3 separate regions of the Mus musculus genome follow, and all the other regions are linked to region 1. A link is a contact called in public Hi-C and HiChIP or PLAC-seq data. All regions are on one chromosome and are shown on one strand. The core of a region is the stretch at or near the end of the contact, and the rest is flanking DNA. Distances in the headings are between cores, read along the strand shown.

Region 1 (3,512 bases), core at 470-2,969:
TTTCAGAATAAATAGAATATCAAATACACACGACCCAGAGGACTCCCTAAAATAGTGACTGGAAAGAAGCCAAACACAGCTCCAGATATAACTCTGATGCTTGGGTGCACAGAGAGAATGCTCAGATGAAGGGAGAGCACAGGAGTAGACCACTCCTGCACACACACTCACCTTTATATCCTCCTTTGTGAGCCTAGGCCAGGCCACCTTCTCCTTCCATTTCCTCACAAAGCAAGTAATGGAGCGACCAGAACGCTTATCCTGGGAGTCCTGTCAGACAGATAGCCTTATTTTTAGGATAAACTTCCAGTCTCCTTGCTTGGCCAGCCTTTCTTGTTCAGATATGACTATCCTTACCCTGCCCTCACCTTGGAGTTCACCTTGGCATAGAATTCAATCTCGTTATACAGCTCCACTCCATCACCATTCCTGCAGCTAAAGTTACAGTAAAGAGACATAGGAAGTGACAGGATAAGTTCTTGAGACACCAGGAGGATAGGAACGGTTCTTGAGACCCCAGGCCAGTCCACAGGGGAAGACTACTACCTGAACACGACGCGGTGGTCCTCAATGAGCACACTGACGTCGGTGCTGTCCTCAACGCAAAACTCCATGAAAACATATTTGGGTCTGTCGTACCACAGAGTCCGGGCAGGCTGCCTGAAGAGGTTGGAGGTGGGGCTTGGTAGGGGTGGGCAAGACTGAAGGCAATATGGAAAGGTGGAGGGAGGAGACAGTAGAGTCGTACGTGGTGCCACTGAACCAGACAGAGGGGAGTAGTGGGAGTGGGCAGAGGTGGCGAGAATAAACCCAGAGAGCCAAGGGAAGTAAGGAGTTAGAAAATACGTTCAGATCTCACCACCCCCTCTCACCCACAGTCACAGAGACGTGGAGTCTGGGGTGCTGGTGGGCAGACTCAGCGGCTTCTACAAATGTGGGAGAGGAAATCTGCAGGAAAACGGACAGGGGAATATGTAGGACCTGTATGATGGCGGCCTGAAACTCACCGTTCCATGGTGACTCCAGCTGCCCCGTGGCTTTTGGAGTCCCAAGAAAAGGCCTCTATCTTTAGATTCTAGGAGGCTCCTAGCAGCTGCCTCTCCTTATATGGTAGGAGGAAGGGTTGCGAGGGAGGGAAAGAAAGTTGGCTTGACAGCAAGAGTGATTTGGACTCCAGAAGGACACCGGGAGCGTTTTCTACATCTCGGGGTCTCCAGAAATAAACATATCAGAAATACAATATCTACTCTCTATCCAGGGAAAGGGCTACTCTAGCCCCTATATGCAGGAAGTTACTTGTTCTCGGTTTCATTCACTTGTTCCTCCAACTCAAAGTGTCTAATTCACAAAATGCATTAAAGTCCCGAGGGGGCGGGCCCTCCCGAGATTGGAGGAGTGCAAGACCCGCCCACCACTCGTCCAGGCTTCCCTGCCAGAGCCCGTTGCCATGGCAGCAAGGGGGCGCCACTGACGTGCGGGCGGCGTTTCCGGGAAGATGGCGACGGTGGAAGTGGCTACGGAGCTAGGAACTGTGGTGACCGCTGTCGGGCCTAAGGCGAAGGACGAGGAAGAAGAAGAAGAGGAGGAGGAGTCGCTGCCACCATGCGAGACTGTGCGCTGGGCTCCCGTGGGGGCAGTGGCCGAGGCCGGTCCTGGGGCGGCGACGTTCTCGGAGGCGGCGGCAGCCGAAGAGCCTGGAGCGGCTCCGGGCTCTCCATCCGACGCGACTGTCCGCACGCTGAGGCGGCTGGAAGCCGAGCGGCGGCAGCTGGATTCGGCCCTGCTCGCGCTGTCCTCGCACTTCGCGCAGGTGCAGTTCCGTCTGCGCCAGGTAGTGCGCGGGGCGCCGGCGGAGCAGCAGCGTCTCCTGCGCGAGCTCGAAGACTTTGCCTTCCGCGGCTGTCCTCACGTCCTGGGTTACGAGGGGCTGGCAGACCCTTGTGGCGGTGACGAAAGCGATGTGCTGCCGGGGGACCGGCCACGGGTGCGGGGTGAGGACCAGGTGAGTGTCTGCCGCTAGTTCCGGATGCGGATGAAGATGATGCAGGCGGGGAGTTTGTGGGTGGTGATGCTGACACGGACCGAGGTAGAAAGGGTGAGGAGCGACCGAGCTGGAAGTACTATAGGCACGTGTATGCAAGATAGAGAGAAGAGTCAGGAAGATGCAGAAAGACATATGGCGAGCCTTAAAGAGTATTGAAAAGGCAGTTGGTAATGGAAGCCGTGCTGCCTCTGTCGACTTTGAGGTACTTGAGTGTGTATTTGTGTCACTCTCTCTACCCTGAAGTATATACCCTGAGCACTTATTGATAGAATGAACATTGGGAACGGGAGAAGTGTTAAGTGAAAGGGAAGTGAATTGGAATCCATGGAAATTGAAATTAATGCCCCGTGCTTTTTTTGGCATATAGATAGGCTGTGATCTTTATGCTGTCTTATCTCAGTGACGGCTTTGGTGAACAGACACCATCCCTTGGCAGTGGAAAGAAACACACCTGACTATAAGGATGTCCTGACAGTGTTTTCAGACTGCTCTGCCATCCTGGTTAATAACGGGGTTCTCTGAACGGGGCCTTCTGACTGACCAGTGCGTTCTTCAGTACACCGAAGAAGCAAGGAAATTCTGTAAACCACAACGCGGGAAGATTCCTTACAAACTTTGAACGTCTGGAAGCTGGAAGTTTTGAGACAGGCCGCCTTTTCCGCTTCCTGTTGTGCAGATTGCAGTCCACATGTGGCTTTCTTCCCACTCAAAATGGTTTAGCCAAGAAAACTTATTGGTAGGAGATAGTGACTTATGCTGATCTGAAGTGTTTCCAGTTCCTTCCTTCTCATACCCATATACCCTTGCACAAGGAGCAGTCAACCACAAGTCAACAGACTTAAAAAGTGGCCAGGCCCTGTCCAGTATTGAATGCCATGGAAGGTCCTGGGCAGAGATGGTACTGTCTCTATTTTTTATTGTCACTTTCAGAAAAAATTGTCAAGGTAATGACATAAAAAAATTGTCCTCGCTCTGCCAATTAAGCAGCTGTATTGTTAAGTACATTCTTTGGGCAAAATGATATATTTTTTCTGCTTTGGGGGGGGCAAAGGGAACAGTCTTGGGGGTGGCACCCAGGAAGTTGCATGTTGTAGACAAGCACTCTGTCACCAATTAAGCTATGTCCTCAGCTCTTGAAAATTATTATTATTGATTTTTTTTAAAAGACAGGCTCTCTGACCCAGAACTTGCTATAGAATCATCTTGAAGTTTTTTTGGGTTTTAGTGTGTGTGTGTGTGTGTGTGTGTGTGTGTGTAGGAGCACAGTGCTGGTGTCACAGCCTACTTGTGGAGGTCAGAGGACAGCTTTTAGGAGTTAGTTCTCTCCTTAGAATGTGAGTTCGAGACATCAAGCACAAGCCATCAGGCTTGGTGTTCCTAACCTTGAATTTCTCCTCATCCCACCTCCATCTTCTGGATACTGAGATTATAGGCAGGTGGACCAACCGGAGTTAGTCAGTGCTTGGGT
Region 2 (3,995 bases), core at 197-2,696, 670 kb before region 1:
ACAAAGATTCTGATGATGTCACACTCTCTTATTGTTAAACCAAAAGGCAGAAAAATTTCCAAACTCATAAATGTGCTTAAAGTAAGGGAAAGACTGTGGAAGACACATCCCTCTTTCTTGCCTTCCAGGAAATGCCGACTTTTTGATATATATATATATATATATATATATATTTTTTTTTTAAGGAGTTTCAAAGGATCTGTTCCTTATGCGCAAAGTCAAACTGGAGAAGACATTGAGGTGTGAGCTGCAGCCACCCCAGCACCAGAACCTGAGTTGGCTCCCTCTAGTTTCAGTGGATTAGAGGTTTGGGGGTGGAGGGACACGCAGAGATAGGTTTAGTTGATGAGGTAGGAGGCACAAACAGTCCAAGGACCCTAGGAGAGGGTACTGTCAGGGGATGGGGTGTCTGATCGGGACACTGAGGGTTCCTAGGAAGCACTGGGTCCTGGGCACAGCCTACTTCTTCCATCCCAGGGCCCGTTGCCTCGGTGATTGGCGCTATGGAAACAAGAGAGGTTGGGGGGGGGGGTAGGGCCCTGGAGGCTCGGTTTCCGCCCTCGGCTACCGCTCCCCCACCCTCCTAATGCCGGCCAGGGTTTCGAAAAGGGACAAAGGAAGACCTAGGGGTTCCAGAGTTGGGAATGGCGGGAGAAGAGGCGGGGAAGGAGCTGTGCGGCTGTCCAGGGTGCTGAACTTCGGAACCCAGCTCAGGTGGGCTAGCAGGGAGTTTTCTCGTTCTCAAGTACTTGCCCCCGCTTTGCCTCGCCCACCTCACACAAAGATATCTCATGATTTGGGGGCGCGTGACCTTAATGCGGTTAGGTCTTGCCGAAGTCTGTTCTCTCTCTTTTCTGGGGCAGAGGCAGCTGCAGTCACCAGAGCACTTTGTCCCATCTCCACACCACAGATACCTCTATACACACTCCCAGCTCAGCTCTGCCCTGGTGTGGGTGGCTCCCAAGGCCCCTCCTCCGTCTTGTGGCACAAAGAGCCGCTTTTGCCTTGAGTCACACCCCCTAACCTTCCCCTCCACCCTCGGCGCTTCATGTCTTGATCTCCACTCTCAAGGGTTCTGCACCCCGTTTCTTTGCCACGGTTTTAGGAGATCCAGCACTCCATTCTCTCTCCTCTGATCTCACCACATCCAGATACCCACCCTGTCCCAAGGAGACTTGACCCAGCCGGCCCAACTCACGCGTGCCGTCAAAGCGGGTGGCGATGGTGTCCAGAAAGGTGTTTTGCGGGGCCAGCAACCCCTTCATGACCGGCATGGCCCCGGGTACGGATTCGAGGCGTTGCGCGGGCTGCGTTCAGCGCGGCCTGGCCGGAGGGGGCGCGCTACCGGCGGGGCCGGGGCGCCCCATGCGCCGGCCTGCCTCCTCCCCTCCTCTCGCCGCCGCTGCCTGTGTGCTCTGAACCTGTTAGTTCTAAGCTCTGCTCCGCAGCACTTCGAGAGCCGCCACCCCCACCCCGCCCCACCTCCCCACGGGTCAGGTTTTCCCCGGAGGGCTCGGCCCGCGCCCACCACGTGGCTCCGCACCGGGAGGGGCCGCCAGAGACACCCGAAGCCCTCCTCTGTGGCCCTCCTCCCAGAGGGGAGCGGCCCACGCGTGTCTCTTGGGGAGAGACTCGGAGACACGCCCACCATCCAGGCTTGAGGTGATGAAGTGGGACTGGAACGGTAGCCACGCCCTTCTTTCAGGGTGATCACGCCCCTACGCGTGGTTCCCTGGCTGCTCCAGTAGCTCCACCCCACGGGTTTCCCCGCGCGGCCCACGCTGCGACTGGTGTCTGGTTGACAGTGCCTCCTGCTGGAATTGGGATATTTTTCTTTCTTCCTTCCTTCCTTCCTTCCTTCCTTCCTTCCTTCCTTCCTTTCTTTCTTTCTTTCTTTCTTTCTTTCTTTCTTTCTTTTAAAAGGTTGTTTCATTTATATATTTTTGCATTTGTGTGTGTGTGTACATTTCTGTTCCAGTAGTGCAGATATGGAGGTCAGAGGCCAACTTTCTGAAGTCGGTTCTCTCACTTTGTGGGTCCCTAGGATGGAACTCAGTTCTTCAGTCTTGACAGCAAGATCTTTGTCCACTGAACCATCTTGCTGGCCCTGCTGTCTCTACTTTAGGATTTTACATTACTGTTGTAGGACTGCTACAGCAACGGGACACCGAATGTTGGCTTAAACGATTTTGGGATCTGGAAATCTGAGTTCAAGGTCAACTCAGGGCTGGATTCCTCTGAAGGCTGTGAAGAAGAGTCTCTTTCTTCCATACTCTCCCCTAGCTTCTCCCTTGGCTGGTGACCTGTGGCATTTCTTAGCTAGTGGGTACATTGCCCTGGTCTTTATTTCCATGTTCACGTGAGTTCTTCCTGTTTCTCCTAATCCCCTGTGTACCCTAATCCCCCCACCCCCACCCCGTTGTTGTTGTTGTTTTTTAAGAACACTACTTATACTGGATTACAGGTCTACCATACTCTGCTCCTGTCTCATTTTAGCTGACAACATTGGCAAGGTCACTTTCTAAATGCTGGGGGTGGGGTGGAGTGGGTTAATATTGCAGCGTGTGAATTTGGGGGAAGCACACTTCAACCTGCAATAGGCACCTTTGGCTGGAGCAGGAGACAAATCTTTGCCCATTCTCTGCTTAAAACCATCCCCAGACTTCTCATTCTATACAACAAGGTGTAACATCTGCTGCTCCTATGCAATGGCTGCACAAACTTACCCACCTCCTTCCCAGTGTGGCATTGCTCACACACCACGGTACAGTGGACCACACTATGGATGCTCTGGGAGGCTCCTCATGAAAGCTCAGATGCCTTGCTTCTTCTGCAGCCTTACATCCAGCCCTTGCCAGGTGGACTCTGTGCCCTTGTATTGGACCTCTCTGTGTAGGTCCCTATTATAAAACAGTGGGGGCTGAGGATGTAGCAGTCGATAGAGTGATTGCTTAATTAATATATATGAAGCTCCGGGATCAGTCCTCCAGCATTTGCATAAAGGAGGCGTGGTGGAGCACACTTGCAGTATCAACACCACCGGGGAAATAGAGGGTAGTAAGATCGGGTCATTTAAGTATAAGGTCATGCTGATCTTTCCAGGGCAACCGAGGATACCCTGTTTCTAAATAAATAAAGTAGGTAGTAGAACAACATGAGGGCACATCGGTACCTCATTTCCACCCTCCCAAATGTGTAGCACACACCCCAGGACTGCAAGGTTCCTTGCTGGATTCTTCCCGACCAAATAAGTATTTGCAATGAGAAACACAAGCTGCTTCCAGGCCCTAGACTCGTCACAATTCTCAAGATGCTTTCCCGCCCCCTGGAGGCCTGAACTTGACACACAGAAACATAGATTAGTCACACCAACAGAGAATCGTCTTTATTGCCATTTACCAAGAGACTGACAGCGGCGAGCAGAGGGGGAAGTTTGGATCAGGACAAGGATAGAAGATGGGTTCAGACTCCGGACCCTCCCCGGGGTGCTAAAGCGGTGGTAGTTACGGTCGGACAGCCGCGACCAGAGCAGGGATGTGGCTCTAGCTCTGCGCCTGCGCGGCGGCCCATGGTCAGGATGCCAGCTGCGTGGTTACCGTTGGCCTGAAGGAGGCGCTGCAGCCGTCCCTGGAGGCCTGGAGGTCCAGGCCGCCGCTTTCCCAGAGTCAGGATACCCGCAGCGTGGTTGCCAGCTCCGTGCAACAGTTCGTAGAGACGGCAGGAACACGTCTTCTGGCGACAGCAGTCGGGCAGAGGCTGTGCGTCCACCCCAAGCGACAGCAGCGCCGGCGGCAGCAGTAGCAGCAGCAGCAGCGTCACGGCGGCCCAGGGAACCTAAAGGGGGACAGAGACAAGGTGCAAATGGGTTTCACTCCACACAGCCAGTTGGCTCTGAACCTCTTGTTGCCATAGATCCTGCTAGGCTGTCATTGGGTTTCCTGCGGCTGGCTCCTTTGTCAATTCATCCTTCAATACACAACTGAGCCTTATCGTCT
Region 3 (3,919 bases), core at 614-3,113, 870 kb before region 1:
GGGCTGCTCCTAGGTTGTTCCTACTTTCTGTCCCGCAGGGCAGGCCTGAGGGAGAGTCCAGTGGAAGTAGGGGTTGAATACTCAGGACTGAGGGTAGAAAGCAAACCTAGGCTGGTAACTTTTTTTTTCTTTTTCTTTTTAAATCACACACAAGAACATAATGGCTAAAAATCCCAGCGGCCTGGCTCTTGGTGTTTGTTTGTTTGCTTGTTTGTTTGTTAATTTTTGTATCAGGCTCTAGGCCTATCAGTTATTTCTGGCACTAGGAGCATAGCAATGTCCAGATATAGGTTTGGATATCTGGCAAAAAAAAAAAAAAGTGACACAGTCATAGACATTAAGTTGCAATTGTGCTCCTGTTAAAAAAGGAAAAAGTACAGGTGAGGACATCTGGGTGGGAGGTGTGGGTACAGCACACCGGCCTTGTGGGAAGGCCTGAGGCTGGAGGAAGCTTCAGGCTGGAGTGAGACAGAGGCCAAGAGGAAGCTGCACAAAGTCAGGCAAAGCTAAATGAACCATGGGGTGACCCAGGGGATAAGGTCTGGGGTCCGGTAGATCCAACTGGGCTGTGGGATCTCAGGCAAGTTGCTTCCCCACCCAGTCTCAGTGTTTCCACGCAGTAGAGTGTGCTGGACTGTCCCTACCCTGGTGTGGAGGGGAGGGTAGATAGAAAGGTACAGGCTAAGAACTTGAGACCTTAGGGCTGGGAATGTCGCTCAGTGGGTAGGGCAGTTGCCTAGCATGTTCAAGGCCCTGGGCACAGTCAGTTCCAGTTTACAGGCGGACACACACGGAGACATACCATATCATACACATTCATAGACACACATACATCACACACACACAGAGACATGCTATGCACACACACACACACACACACACACACAGACATACTATATCATACATATTCACAGACACACATACATCACACACACACACACACAGACATGACATGCACACACACACATACACACACACACATACCACACACAGAGACATACCATACACACACACTCAGATATACCATACACACGCACAGATACCACACATACACACACACACCACATACCATACAAAGGCCCAGACACACACCACAGAAACAGGCATACCATATACACGCACAGCGACACCACACACACATACAGACACACAAGAGAAAAACAGAAACCCAAGACTGTGCCTGGTATTCATCTAACAGTGATAAGTAGTCTCCCTGAAGTGAGCTGTTCTCAACTGGAAACTCCCTGACAGAGAAATACATCACTTTTAGGGAATCCTGATTTTTTTTTTAATTATTATATATATTGTCTGTGTGTTTATTCGTTGTATGTGTGTGCACACATGGATACCAGAGCATTGCTGTGATGGGAGGAACAGTTGGGATCATTTCTACCACACAGGTCCCGGGATCAAACTTAGGCCATGAGGTTTGGCAGCAAGCGCCTTCACCCACTGAACCATCTCCCTAGCTCCGAGCATCCTGACTCTAAGTCCTCTGGAGTCCTTCTTGGCTACAGTGTCCACTCACCCACAGTTCTGAACTCTTCTCAGGCTCCTGCCAACTTGTATGTTGTTCAGTTTGCAGTGGATTGGTGGCATGCTGTTGCTCTTAATGGCTTCTCTATACTGCCACCAAGTGGGGACCATGCTTTACCACATAAGCCCTCTGGGGAGATACTTCCTATTCAAGCTCTACCACCCACCCACTTTCACTCAGTGCCTCAGCCCTTAGCCGCAACTGCTGCTCTCCTTTCCGTCTGTCGTCCGTCCGTCCGTCCGTCTCTGCCTCTGTATCGCTCTCTCACTGCTCCCACAGATCTTCAAAGCCACACTGCCCTTTGCCGGCGGTCCTTCCCAGCTGATTAACAGGGAAATAATCTAGTATCCAGCATAATACCGCTACCAACACTCCCAGAAATGGGCTCTTCCCAAGACTCAAGGCTTCCCAAGATAACAGGCAATGACTTTCCCGGCCGTAAGCCCTGTTTGCCTGCAGTGCAACTTGCAGCCTTGTGCACATTGGCTCTAGCTCTCTCCTCACTTAGCCACCATGCCCTCAGTGCCACCTGCTCCTGGGCAATGTCTCCTAAGGGCTAAAGAGGGAGACTGAGCCGGGCATGGTGGCGCACGCCTTTAATCCCAGCACTTGGGAGGCAGAGAGAGGCGGATTTCTGAGTCCGAGGCCAGCCTGGTCTACAGAGTGAGTTCCAGGACAGCCAGGGGAACACAGAGAAACCCTGTCTTGAAAAATTATTTAAAAAAAAAAAAAAAAAAAGAGGGAGACTGAGTTATCAGCCATTAGAATGGAGCAGGGGTGGTGGTGGTAGTGGTAGGACAGACCTGGAGTAGGATGCAGACATGACCTTGATTCCTAGCTCTGTCACTCAGAGCTGTGTGGATTTAAGTCGCTCATCCCCCTCGGTTTCCTCACCTGTACTGAAGGCCTAATGATACCACCTGACAGGGGTCATGAAGGTTAGATAAAATGTGCGCACTCTGACTGTCTTAATCACAGCACTTGGGAGGCAAAGGTAGGTGGATCCCTGTGAGTTCTAGGCCAGTCAGGACTACATAGACTCCTGTCTCAAAAAGAAAAAAAAAAAGTATTGATAGCCCGTTGGATGCAACCATCTCCCATAGATTTTTTTTTTACTTCTCTCACAAGCCCTAGCCCTATTTTTTTAAAAAGATGTATTTATTTATTATATGTAAGTACGTACACTTTAGCTGTCTTCAGACACTTTTTCTTCTCGCTCTGGCCCCACTTGCTCCAGCCCCGGTCGCTCTGGCAGCCCAAAGATTGATTGATTTACTGATTGATTTTATGTAAGTACACTGTAGCTGTCTTCAGACACCCCAGAAGAAGAAGACACCACTTCAGATCTCATCAAGGATGGTTGTGAGCCACAATGTGGTTGCTGGGATTTGAACTCAGGACTTTTGGAAGAACAGTCAGTGCTCTTAACCACTGAGCCATCTCTCCAGCCCCCCTAGCCCTATTGTTTAACAAACTCCAAGGCCTTTTTCTTTGAACGTCCTGTAAGCAATCCCACATGAAACCAGTCCCAGTCTGTCCCTTACATCGGTCCCACATATATTGCTCCAGGAGCCCCTGAGCCTTCGACAGCCACTCCTTGGAGGAAACCCAGGAGGCTTTTGGGTACTTCCCTCCCTCTATCCTGCTCATGTCCTGACCACCTGCCCCAGGATTCCTCAGCTGGCTCTCCCACAAAAGGAAAACCCGGTGAAAACCCAGTGGTTGCAGGCTGCTCTCAGCCAACACGGCTTTCTTTGGGCTTCCTTCGGACCTCAGACAGTAAAGAGCTCTGTGCAGGTCATTCCAGCCTGAAGCCATCGAAAGGGTCCCAGCTTCTCGATGCTTTTGGCTCCTTCAGCAAGGTGTCCCTTTCCTCAGAGCTTGCTCTGTCAAGCCACTCCCACTCATTCATCAGACCCTGGACTCAGGGTCTCACTCTAGGAAAGCCTTTGACCCGGAGTGGCAGTAGGAATGGAGGAAAAGGTCCAGAAATCCCACCCTGTTCCTCCCCGGCCACTGGTATCCTATTGGTCCTCTTAGACACTGGGCTTTGGGAAGAGAGTCACTCTCTTGTTACCAGTTCTTGCCACATTAAAAAAAAAAAAAAAAAGAGTGTTGTATCTGGTACAGTATTTAGACAGCCTTACTTCCTTTTTTATTTTTGTGTTTTGAGACAATTTCACTATGGAGCCCCAGGATGGCTTCTAACTCCTGACTCTCCTACCTCTCTCTCCCAGGAGTTAGGATCACAAGCTCAGGCCACTTGGCCTGCCTACTTCCTACCTTTTCAGCATCCGCAAACAGGGCCTTACCTGGAAACTCCAGTCTAAGTGAATTCTACGCACCCCTCCCTCATTCTTTCTGAGACAGGGTTTCTCTGTA

Evidence for each region. A called contact is a pair of places that touch in the nucleus more often than the background predicts. HiChIP or PLAC-seq counts read pairs in DNA pulled down with a chosen protein or histone mark.
Region 2: an HNF4G HiChIP or PLAC-seq map of pancreatic cancer cells shows a contact between it and region 1. The contact joins the promoter of Kcnh4 here to the promoter of Ptges3l in region 1. A contact is called at or near these places in 1 of 39 promoter capture datasets (hippocampal neurons), 1 of 115 datasets of contacts at active chromatin or transcription factors (pancreatic cancer cells) and 2 of 9 other capture datasets (adipose tissue and liver).
Region 3: a Hi-C map of B cells shows a contact between it and region 1, with 5 read pairs. The contact joins the enhancer-like site here to the promoter of Ptges3l in region 1. A contact is called at or near these places in 1 of 39 promoter capture datasets (hippocampal neurons), 1 of 484 Hi-C or Micro-C datasets (B cells), 1 of 115 datasets of contacts at active chromatin or transcription factors (pancreatic cancer cells) and 1 of 9 other capture datasets (liver).

The regions. Positions count from the first base shown.
Region 1 is chr11:101,423,609-101,427,120 of GRCm38.p6, forward strand. Ptges3l (prostaglandin E synthase 3 like) reads right to left here and starts at 1,720. Exons shown (of 7, transcript NM_001357574.1): 1 at 1,008-1,720; 2 at 547-660; 3 at 369-435; 4 at 172-270. The coding sequence starts at 1,015. Rundc1 (RUN domain containing 1) reads left to right here and starts at 1,477. Exons shown (of 5, transcript NM_172566.4): 1 at 1,477-2,002. The coding sequence starts at 1,496.
Region 2 is chr11:100,758,332-100,762,326 of GRCm38.p6, forward strand. It overlaps Kcnh4 (potassium voltage-gated channel, subfamily H (eag-related), member 4), which reads right to left and starts at 1,447. Exons shown (of 17, transcript NM_001081194.2): 1 at 1,199-1,447. The coding sequence starts at 1,274. It overlaps Hcrt (hypocretin), which reads right to left. Exons shown (of 2, transcript NM_010410.2): 2 at 3,362-3,834. The coding sequence ends at 3,463.
Region 3 is chr11:100,554,123-100,558,041 of GRCm38.p6, forward strand. The region is part of intron 7 of Ttc25 (tetratricopeptide repeat domain 25); the gene reads left to right. Among named protein-coding and RNA genes, the nearest start is that of Ttc25, 10 kb to the left of the region's middle. Within about 2 kb of position 1,864, at least 30 of the 459 cell types and tissues checked have an H3K27ac peak or open chromatin away from gene starts, as enhancers often do. A contact at or near this core is called in B cells and pancreatic cancer cells, where this site is marked.